Linked DNA regions of Hordeum vulgare: region 2 is linked to region 1. A link is a contact called in public Hi-C data. All regions are on one chromosome and are shown on one strand. The core of a region is the stretch at or near the end of the contact, and the rest is flanking DNA. Distances in the headings are between cores, read along the strand shown. Region 1 has its middle 22 kb from the start of LOC123412436. Region 2 has its middle 75 kb from the start of LOC123412436.

What was found. Hi-C and Micro-C count contacts between places; a contact is called where the count stands out from the background.
Region 2: a Hi-C map of leaf shows a contact between it and region 1, with 2.2 times the contacts expected there. The contact joins two enhancer-like sites. A contact is called at or near these places in 2 of 6 Hi-C or Micro-C datasets (leaf and seedling).

The regions. Positions count from the first base shown.
Region 1 is chr7H:579,938,620-579,944,374 of MorexV3_pseudomolecules_assembly, forward strand. No RefSeq gene overlaps it. Among protein-coding and RNA genes, the nearest start is that of LOC123412436, 22 kb to the left of the region's middle. Within about 2 kb of position 2,097, at least 3 of the 3 cell types and tissues checked have open chromatin away from gene starts, as enhancers often do. A contact at or near this core is called in leaf, where this site is marked.
Region 2 is chr7H:579,991,558-579,997,312 of MorexV3_pseudomolecules_assembly, forward strand. No RefSeq gene overlaps it. Among protein-coding and RNA genes, the nearest start is that of LOC123412436, 75 kb to the left of the region's middle. Within about 2 kb of position 2,319, at least 1 of the 3 cell types and tissues checked has open chromatin away from gene starts, as enhancers often do. A contact at or near this core is called in leaf, where this site is marked.

The sequences.
Region 1 (5,755 bases), core at 847-3,346:
CCACCCTAGCTCTCCAGCAGCAAATCCACCGACGGGTGCCTCCTTCGTCCCGGTGTGGGAGGCCTATTGGTGTATGTGTGGTGGCCATGGGATTTGGCGGAATTTTGCACATCCTCCATGCGGGATTTGCCGAACTAGGCCGTCGGCGGACTGCGCTTGCCATGGACTGGTCGAGTGTCGGTCCACCGGGTCCAGGCAATCCCTGGTACCACATGCATGCACACATTTTGCCTCTAGCTTCTCGGGTTTGATCCGTCGCAGGTTTGCCGACAAGGCGACAGCCGATCGCCGCCCTGGCTAGGTGTTAGCCCAAGGCTTGCCAGCTCATCTTTGTCGTTCATACAGTGCGACGACTGCTCGGTGTAGGTCGTCCGACGTGTTTCTTGGACACGAGAACATCCCGATTGGGCGTTCGTGAAGTGCAAAAACGAGGGGGTACGATTTTCGTTCGGCCATTTGCTCTTTTGCTTGATGCAATTTCGGTAGCTTATATTTGCTTAATATTGTGTGTAGGATGGATGCAATTTTTGGTATTGGGAAGAATAATATATCAATCTACTGATCTCATGAAATTTGCTAGATGTTCGTGCATTTTTATCTGGAATTGAAGGTATATATGAGGCTAAAGAAAAGACCAAAGGGAAAGCAACTCTAATTCTTTAGCATCGAAGAAGGAAGATGTTGTGCTCAAGAATCGAGAGATAAACACCGAAGACATAGAGAAGATCTTAGTCTTAGTCCAACTAGTAGGTATAATTAAGAAAGTTGAACATCTTTTAAAATGTCTAATTATGATTCTTATTTTCTTTTGTATTATATTCGTAGCGAAGAATTGATAAAAATTTATGTTGCATTTTATATAAAAATAATATTTAAATCCGATTCAAAATGAATGCTGGTCGGTTAAACGGACGAAAAAATACATGGACATTCGGCCGACCGAAATCTTAAGCTGGACGAACGTCAAGCAGGTGACCAATCTAAACAAACAAAAAGCAAATAAATGTACCTCCGTTTGGGTCCGACGTTTTGGAATTGCTTTGTCCATCTCGTGGAAAATGACGGACTAAGGGTGTGTTTGGTTGGAGGGATAGTCTAGTATCCCCAACCAGGTGGCTGGGGATAGCTTTTTTTTGTTTGGTTGGAAGGATAGAGTTATCATTTTTTTTGTTTGGTTGGGAGGATGGGATCCTGCCGCGCCGGCCTCCTCCTGCGCCGGCCGCCACCCGCGCCGGCCGCCTCCTCCCGCGTTGGCCGCCTCCTCCCGCGTCGGCCGCCTCCCGCGCCGGCCGCCCTCCCGCGCCGGCCGCCTCCCGCGCCCTGCCGTGTCGGCCGTTCCAGAGTGGTTGCCACCGCCCGCCCGTTTTTAACGGTTGGCCACATCTCTTTTTTCGAAGAATATTCCAACATCTGGTTGACTCTATCTCTCCTCGCCCCAGATCCAAACGCATGACAATCACAGAAAAAAGTGGTTATCCTTGTCTCTGGGAGGATATCCCTCCAACCAAACACACCCTAAGAAGACATAGCCGATCGGGACACGAGGGTCACCGACGGCGCGACGTGCTACGCCTCCTGCAGGGATTGTAGATCATGAAAATTAAGCTTCGAACGCGGCAATCCAAACCACCACACGTCGACGTCGTACCCTCGTGTGGCTTCGTGCTCCGACGCGATCGTCGGCCGGTGTGCTGTGGACGCGACCGGCGTTAATCAAGCGGGGACTTTGGGGTCTCGACGGCATAACGTCGGCTTTGCGTCCTGTCACCGTATAGTGCAACTTTTGCTTCGTGGAAAACTACTCCCGTTTGGGTGTCTCGTTGTGGCTTGGACGGGACGGAAAGCTGATTTGATCGGGCCATCCGTAGCCGTCCCTTTCTGTCATCACTTGGGTTGCACAAAACCGAGGGAACCACAAGGATTTGGACGTGACACGCTCCATGTCCACGTCTGACTGCTGACGCATACGTAATTTGAAGCAACACCACACCGTATTTTATACGGCCTTCACGTTTGGGGAAGCGCAGGACCAAAAACGAACCACCTAAATCTGTTTTACAAGCCGGAAACACAAGCTGGTCCTCTTAAAAAAACATCACACTAGCATTAGCTGAGCACGGTTACTTCGAAGGTGAGGCTGGTTCATCGTAAAAGGACGAACCACCCTATTCGGAAGTCAGCAAATATAAGCTGTGCCATGCCAATGCTAGTAGTACCATCTACTTGTATCAGTACTAGTTACTCCCTCCGTTCCTAAATATAAATCTTTTTAGATGTTTCACTAGTGAACTATATACGGATGTATATAGACATATTTTAGAGTGTATATTCATTTATTTTGTTTCGTATGTAGACCCTTAGTGAATTTTTTTAAAGACTTATATTTAGGAACAAAGGGAGTACAAGGATGTGTTTGGTTTGAGAACCAAAAGGCATGGCATGTCATAGTCTCGTTCTGAAGGAATGAGTTGGTTCCATTCTTGTGTTCGGTTGAAGATCAAAAAATGTCACGGGTTCGTTCCATTCTTGTGTTTGGTTGGAGATATGAAATGAGAAGAATATGACTCAACTCATCTTGTGGGTTATTTTTTATTATTAAAATATTATATAAATTCCAGCAACATTTCCATTGTATTTTTGGTTTTAACAATTAGCAGAGGTGTTTTCTTTTTTCTTCTATCAATAAGAGAAGAATAACCAGGTGATTCATTCGATTTGGTGAAATCAATTGATGAAGCATATATAGGAAATATTCCTTTTCTAAGGATCACCCGATTCCGGTTTCATCCTCGACTAAACATTGAAATGATGAACCGCGGACGGAATCAACCCATCCCGTGTCAGTATATCCTCAAAGCAAACACACCCCAAGTCAACACTCAGCGATGAAGCTATGGGGTAATACGATACCATCAGGGTTTGGTGCCTAGCCAAAATGTGCTGAGGAAGCTACGCGTATCAGCGACAGGTGCCATTGAATGCGGTTGGATGCGGAGACATTATCAGGAGGAGCAGCACAAGCTTAGAATTAAAGCCACGGGACGCCGCCTGACACGTCCAGCCCACCGTCCGGCCGCGCCGGCCGTCCGTCCGTCGCTGCGTCGCCATCAAGTGCTTCGCAGATGATCGATGGACGCCGGCATGCATGGACAGATGGGCTGACGCCGCTGCCCGCTGCCCGGGACGAGGCGTACGTGTGGACGTGGGATGTGGCTGGCTGCCCGGCCCCATGATGACGGTACATGTTGATTCCTGAGCCATTTGGCATCAGCGCGAGTGCTGCTCTACTACTGTACTACATGTTGCGTCGGTTTCGTCCTCTGGGCTCGGCTCCGTGTGTGCCGGCATTGCTCCAAACGCTTTTATATATTCTTCCGAACGAAGGAGAAGGAGGCCTTGTGTGGTTTAGGAGTACAATCTCGCATGTGGATAATTAAGAAGGATGATGATTCCCAGGGCCGTCAACGTCTCCAGTGACGGAGACATGATTGAAACGAGCCCCGGGCCAAAACCAGACGCTTGTATTATATCACGAAGAGTACCCCCAAGCCAATTTGACCTCGGTGTCTAACCTTCCTTTCCGTGAACTATGCAACTTCTATCTCCCTCGTTTCTCATTGGGTTTCTTAATTAACAGAGCAACTTTGTTCTTTTTAATTAATAAATGATGTCTGCATATCAAAAAAGAAAATCTAACTCGGTGCACAAACACGTCCAAAAAAGAAAAGAAAAAACAGCTGAACACCAGCCCAAAGACAAAGAAAAATCCAACCTAGCTACCGGCAACTCCAACATTCCATACGCACATACAATGATGTAGCAATTCCTACCAGATTTTTTTTCTCAAAGAGGAGGATTGTATTCGGCCTCTGCATCAAGCGATGCATCCAATCAATTTATTAATACCAAATGAGGTGTACAACAAAGTATGAACTTCAACTCAGGTTCACAATCTCTGTTAGATAACGAATATCAGTGCACATCTAAATTTTCTCCCATAATTTTCAAGGCTTTGAGCGGAAGTATGAAGCCTAACGCTTCCAGCCGGCACACCGGCCGAATTGTGCGGCCTACGCGCCTTGCTGGCAAAGGCATGTAATATTTTGTTGTCCAGATTTGCTGCAATCATGTTTAAATTGCTATAAACGTTTCTTATTTTGCTATAATTTTTTTATTAAAAAAACTGCACCTACGTTTGGTTGCAACTTGTGTTCGTTGGATTTTTTTGCTAGAACTGACGTTTGATTTTTGCTACAACCGTATTAATTTTTACTACAACCGTTATCATTTTTTGCTGCAACCGTTCATTAAAAAAATTACATACACGTTCGTCAGAGTTGCAACCCGAGTTCATCATATTGTTTTTGCTACAACCCATATTTTGTTTTGCTACCATGCATCATCAACGTCGTTTTTTTTGCTACGATCACGTTGATGTTTTTTTGCTACAACCATATTTTCGTTGTAACCGTGGCCGAAATTTGCTGCATCGTGACCGAAATTTGCTGCATCGAAAAAAATGTTGTATGAATAGATCTAACGGTGCGCCCCACAGATATGACAGCCGCATTGCGACCGGCGCGAGCGTTCGCGCCGGCGCGCCGACGCCCAGTACTGCCCAAGTATGAAGCCTACCGATGGCGACGTTTAGAACCGGTACAAACCGAAATAAATGAACATACCCATAGCCTTAGGTGAATTCCGAGCGTCCAAAATTGTAGGCCTTTTGGGGCATTTTTCTTTTTGAACCAGGAAGGCCTAATCGGCCTTTATATTTCATGTGTGAAGAGAGTTACATCGTTTGCTAATACATCGATAAAAAACCCCGGAGGTTCATCAACCCACTTTATAGTTTTAGTGGGTTCCGCATACCTAGCAAGAGTGTCTGCCGCCATATTGGCCTCCCTAGGGCAAAACTGAAACAGGATACAACTAAAGTTATTGGCGAGAAAAGCACATTCTTCGTAAATTGCAGCAGCCGGTCCCAACGAGTTTCCTCCCTCTAGCATGGTGTCCACAACCTCCATACAATCAGATTCCACCACAAGCTTTTGCAGGCCCAATTCATTAGCCAGAAGAAGACCATCGCGCAGACCCCTAGCTTTCGCCGAACCCGCATCATCTGCAAAGGGGATATCACTGCACAATGCCGCCAGGAAGATCCCCTTGTCATCACGTATCACAACCCCGGAGCTCCCTGCACCAGAATCAATGTTGAAGCAAGCATCGACATTAAGCTTATATAGACCAGCTGCTGGTGGTGTCCAACCGTGGCGAATGACCCCCGCCTTCTTCCCCTGGCTCTATAAAAGTTCTTGGCTAGTGCTGTTATTGCATGTGCAGACCTGGCCGGTTCATAGACTTTCTCACCGTTTGTTGCTTGTCGTCTCTCCCACCATATGTACCACACAACAGTTGCGATGATTTCTCCCCTCCCGACATCCGCGATATTCGACCGGATAGAGCTCTTGGATAGCAGCAAGTCTTGTAAAACCGCACTGCCGTCCCTCTCCAAAGTACATACTTCTTGGATTAGGCTAGACAGCCCGAGAATACGCCAGATTTCCACCACCCGCGGGCATTGGAAGAATAGGTGTTTGATACTCTCACAATCTGTTGTGCACAGGGGGCATTGGGAACTAGTCTTGATGTGGCGATTTGCAAGCACACCATAGCACGGGATGGCACCCAGCAAGGACTTCCAGACATGAATCTTCACTTTTGACGGGATCCGAAGCTTCCAAAGAGTTTTCCA
Region 2 (5,755 bases), core at 1,069-3,568, 53 kb after region 1:
ATTGAGGAAATTGCTAAGCAGCAAAACACTAGCAGCGGAATAAGTACTCAACATCATGCAAAACATACGAGGAGCATATTCGTCATGATTAAATGAAACATACACAGATCACAACTAGCGTGTAACCAAGATAAGTAGGTGAAGAACAAGGTGAGTGCAGAATTTGGGATGAGCAAATTGAGAAACTCTTTAGTCAAAGTCTTCAAACAGTAACAGTCAATTTCATCGGCAAGTACTTGAGCTAATAGATGAGTTGAGGAAATAGAACCAGGAGCTCGATGAAGACAATGATTCGATGACCCAATTCTTTGTGATAGTCGTACGTACGGTTTAGAGCGGCTTGGTATTTAAACCAAAGGACACACACAAGGTTGTCAAAATCGCGATTCTGAATCGGATCGGAGCCACAACGACAGGATCGCAAATCGTAGAATCTTCACTATCAGGATCGTAAAAACGTAGATTCTATGAACCAAAATCGTAGAATCAGAGGGGTTTGTTTGGATCGTAAAGTTGTAGAATCGCACAACAGAATCGCGATTCTGACAACCTTGGACACACAGTCCCAGGACAAATGGTCCTTGTCGTATTCTCCTTGAGAAAAGGTCAGACAAACCTCGTCCAACATTCGTGGTAAGTCTTGAGAGCATACTTCCAAAGCCCCACAAACTCGATCACCCGACACTCCACAATTTACTACTGGATGCTCTAGACCATTGACGCCTAATCATCTAGAAGATACACAATCTTCAAAGGTAACAAGCATCAGTTCCACACAGGAACAATCTCTTTAGTGATGCTCAATCACTTTGGGTTTCGGCTTGGTTTGGGTGTTCAGATTTTTCCTCCTAGATGATTTTCTCTCAAAGTCCCCAGAGGATGGGTTGCTCTCAAATGACAAGTGTCAAGTTCTCTCTATGATCAGCCAACCAGCTAGTGGTTGTAGGGGCGGCTATTTATAGCCTGGGAGCAATCCCGATATGATATGACATAAATGCCCCTTAATGATATGACCTTTATGTGGATAAGGTTTTGGGACAGCTGGCGTAAAGCACAACAACGGTTGGAATTTTCGCACTATGAAAATCCTCAGATCTATCATGTTCCTCACTTGTAGGCAATTCACAGTGGCAAAATCCTAACTCCTTAGTCAGAACAATTTCCTCACAGAAGCACGCCGGGGGAGCTGAAACCGGTGGACAGAAAATCTACATCTGACTATGTCGGAGTTGCAACCGGCAGACGGAGGAGCTGCAAACGATAGGGCGACTGGGTTGGTGAACCACGACCGACACGTGAGGTTGCTGTCCGAGCAGCTGTTGAGACGGCGTCGCGAATGCTACAACCACGTACCACAAAAGCTAAAACCGTTCACCAAAAAAGCTATAAACATGTTTGTGAGAGTTGCAAACCAAGTTCGGCGGACTTGTAGCCACGGTCATCCAGCGATTTTTGCTACAACCGGTGTGAAATTTCCTATAACGGGTGTCTCATTTTGCTACATTTGCACAAGCCGATGTTGTAACTTTTCTCCATGCTGGTTTGGAGCAATAACCAGCAAAATTTCTTGTTTTTGTTGCAACGATCACCTGGATTTGCTGGAACGAGTGATCAAAACTGCTACAACCCTCAATGTCAAATGCTATGACCGATGGTAGTTTTTGATGGAACCAGAGAAAGGAGGGGATTCGACGGATGTGCGCCAGAGCTGCGTCCAATACTGTAAAATGCTACATCCGACAACCAAGAAAGTTACAACCGGTTTAAAAAAAGTTTCAATGGGATACGGGATGCTGGAGGTCGCGCCACCGTGCCGCAAAAAGCTGCAACCATCATTGAGAAAAGCTACAAACCGCTTCTAAAAAAGCTTCAAACAGAGAATGACTAGCCAACAATGGCGAGCCGTGATGACAAAGTTGCACGACGGTGATGACGGATGGCGAGTGTGGCGAGTTCTGACGACGGTTGGTGACGATGTTGGAGACCTCGTCCGGTAGTGCTGCAATCGGGGAGGGGGGAGAGACATCGAGATTCAAAAGGCACGCAAAGCTGCATCTGGCAAGCAGTCCTGGTATGCTGCGACGGTGAGCGTCCTCGGGGAGCTGCGACGAGACGACCAAGGCAAGCACACAGGAGGCCGACCTGCAGAGATCTTTTTCCCTTTTTTTGTTCTCGCACGCGTGCGGAGCAGAAAGGCAACTTGGTTGTGACGATCTGGTTTGTTGATACATGTAAAATCTGATGCTTGACAGCCGACCGACCTAAATTTAAGCCGACGCGCTACACAACCCAACCTCTCCTCCACTCACAACGGGGATCCTTTGACAAAATCACACGCGCATGCAAAGGAAGTCAGAGCATCATACATAGAGTGATGGCAATAGCTCTTCGACACGCGACGATGAGGTTGGGCGGCGGCGGCACATGGGCCGAGTTGCTGCCGAGGAGGCTCGTCCACAGCATTGCCGCCGTAGCAAACGGCAAGGCTCGCGCTCTGAACCTGATCAAGCAGAAGAGGGAAGCGTTGTTCGACGTGTGACGGTACGACACGCGCCTCACCAGGGAGGGTTCCAGTAGCTCGCCGTGCAGATCAAGCCCAGACCCAACGACCCGCTCTGGTACGTGCCTCCACCAATCATATGTCGGTCTCCTTCTCTTCGTCCTTACCGAAAAGCAAATGAATTTGCTGATATCAATTTTGTTGCACGCGCTCGATTTACGGGGGGTTTGCGTAGAGAGCTACATGCTCACGAAAAAATGGCTTCGCTCCGACAAAGAGACGGCGGAAGAGAAGATGTCAGATCCGCATGTGTAGAAGAAATGCTCCGAGGATCATATTTTTTGAATTGAGGATCAAATTATTACTACTGAATGTGAAACCAATTATATGTTGTTATGTTTTTTCTAAAGGAAAGTTGTGCTTTTTTGTTGGAGACTAGGAAAGTTATGCATTGTTATGTGGTGTTCGAGACCCGGCGCCCGGGCGCAGGCCAACGGTCGACGACACAATCTCACGCGCGCTTCACTCGCTCACCCGGGCACTCCGGCACAACATTGTGGCAACTAGATCGAGAAGCTCATATACGCCGCACTTTGTGGCAAAAGGATGCCCTTCGCAGAGGGGACGAACCGATTGGGCCAGCCCATAACAGACATTGCTGGCACTGTAGCGCGACAGGAGAAAATAAGGAAAACAGAAGCGCGTTTCACAGAGATTGAACTGCAGACCTTTGAGTAACGGGGTCCTATCGATTGCGATGCGAGCTGATGATTCTAAGTGACCGTTTTGCAGCGCTAATATCTAAGAACTAACAACAGTGCCAGAACTAACACTTTTCGATTTGATTCAAACAAAACTTGGAAATTATAAACATTTTTCTAAAAGGTAAGTAAAGTTTCAAAGTTTGAGCATTTGTCCAACAACGAGAACAAATTTTGAAAATCTAAACAATTTTTTTGAATATGTGAATAATTTTAAAAAGAAGAACCTTTTTTGAAAATTTCTGAATAAAAGGTGAAACCGTGAACATTTTATGAATTTGTGAACACTTTTTGAGAAGACGAACAATTTTGGGAAAACATGAACAATTTTTTTAAAATGGGAACAAATTTGAAATTCCGGTTTTCAAAAATTTGAACATTTTTAAAAATCAGGAATAATATTGAAAAATGGGAACAAATGTGAAATTTCAAACTCTTTGAAAACTAAGAAAAAATTGAAAACACAAACTTGAAAATCACCAATAAATTTTGAAAAATGGAACTAAATGTGAAATTCCAAAACTCTTTAAAAATTTGAATATTTTTGGAAAATCACGAACACATTTTGAAATACCGAACAAATTTTGAAAATACAAACAAAATTTGTACATTTTGTGGAAAGAATGAAATGTGTTTTGAAACCTGAACAAAAAAAATTAAACATTTTTTCAAGCCAAACAAAGTATTGAGTATATTGATCTTTTTTTGAATTTGCGATTTTTCTAAAACAAAAATAAAATAAAGAAAGAAAAAGAAATACTAAAACTTAAAAAAACATGAAAAAAGGAAAAGATAATAGACGACCTCTTGCACGTATAAGACACTAGGCGTTGTTAAGCTCTAGTGGCTAGCAACCCATCTCCACGAGTGGGAGATTTGAGGTTCGATTCCATGTTCTATTTTTAGGGGGGTGGGGTTGGGGGGGGGGATTCTTTGTACGAACACCCGTCATTGACCGGCCCACAAACGATCGATGTGTGTGCTAGAGGTTGATACTTTGCCGCAGAATGCGGCGAATAAGATTTTCCAATAAATCTTGCTCATAGAGAGTTGTATCTAAATCACGATTTAAGAGTTACTTCTTGCATGAACTTTTCAGTTTTTCTCTAGTATTCAAACTATTTTTGTCTCTTGAATCGTGCGTCCAACTCCTAAACCGTTTTCACTTACGGGGCTGCTACGGATCAGCCCGTTGATCTTAGGGAAAGATCAGACGCCTTCCTAGCCGTCTGATTAGGCGCACATAGGCCGTTCGATCAGACCGAACACAACCGTCTTCTTCCTCCTTTCTCTTGCGTCCCCCAACAAAACTCCATTGCATAAACCGACCCGATGGCATGACGAAGCTCCATTACAACCCCCGGCGGGGATACCGCCGACGCGCGGCGAAGCTCCACTGCAACACCTGGAGGCAAGATAAAGTTGTAATGCAACACCGACGAAGCTCCATTACACCCCCCGACGATGAGACAAAGTTGCAACGCAACACCGGTGACGCCGACGAAGCTGCATTGCAACCCCCAGCAGTGAGGCAAAAGTTGCAAGGCAACACGGAAGGTGCCAGCGTAGCTCTATTGTAGCACCAACGGGGCCCCAATGTAGCATCGGGGAGCTCCATTGCAGCCTAACGTCCCCCCATTGCAGCCTAACGTCCCTGGGGAGCTTCAACGAGGCTTCATTGCAGCGCCAACGACGCTCCATTGCAGCCATGTTGATGCTTAAACACAACGTCGACGAGCACGCTAGCTGCCGCACTGTCGTTCGCTTGAAGCACATGTCCGAGCGTCCGCTTCCTCTGTTGCAACATCACCCACGTGACCTGACCTCGTTGCGGTGCCGTATGCAGAACGTCGGCACGCAGCTCATGGCTCCTTCCCTGTGTTGCTTTGAAGCAGGAGTCGTCGACGAGGACACTCCACTGCTGGTGGCGACGATGGATGTGGCAACGCTATTGGCCCCCTCCAACCAGTTTTGCAACGGCGCAGCTCCTACAAACAACGAGTTCAGCGACGGGTGCAACGGCGGAAGCAGGTCCTCATGGCGTGGTGTTGGGCTCGGGGCAACATCGGTGGTGGTTTGGTGGCCGCAAACTAATGATGACGAGCAATTTATGAAGGAAGGAGCGAAGAAGAGGAAATATGGAAAGAGGAAAAGCAACTCGGCGAGGGAAAATCTGTCACCAACCTTCACATGACAGAGATAATTGACGGATGGGGACAACGGTGGGCAGCCCAACATGGGACACACGTCGTCCTATGGAAGCTGTTGACGAAAGCAAAAGTTCAACCAGTTTAAAACAATCATTTTCCTTTCACTATTGAATTTCTCGGGTTAAGATTTCCTTCAAAATTAAATTCCATGTTAATAGATTTCAACGAAAAGAAATCCACGAGAAAACTGAATATTACAGAAAAAATTAAAGAAAAGTGAATACCGAAACAAAAACAAAATCTGTAAAAACAAAAACCAAAAATACCGGCAAAAAAATGAATAC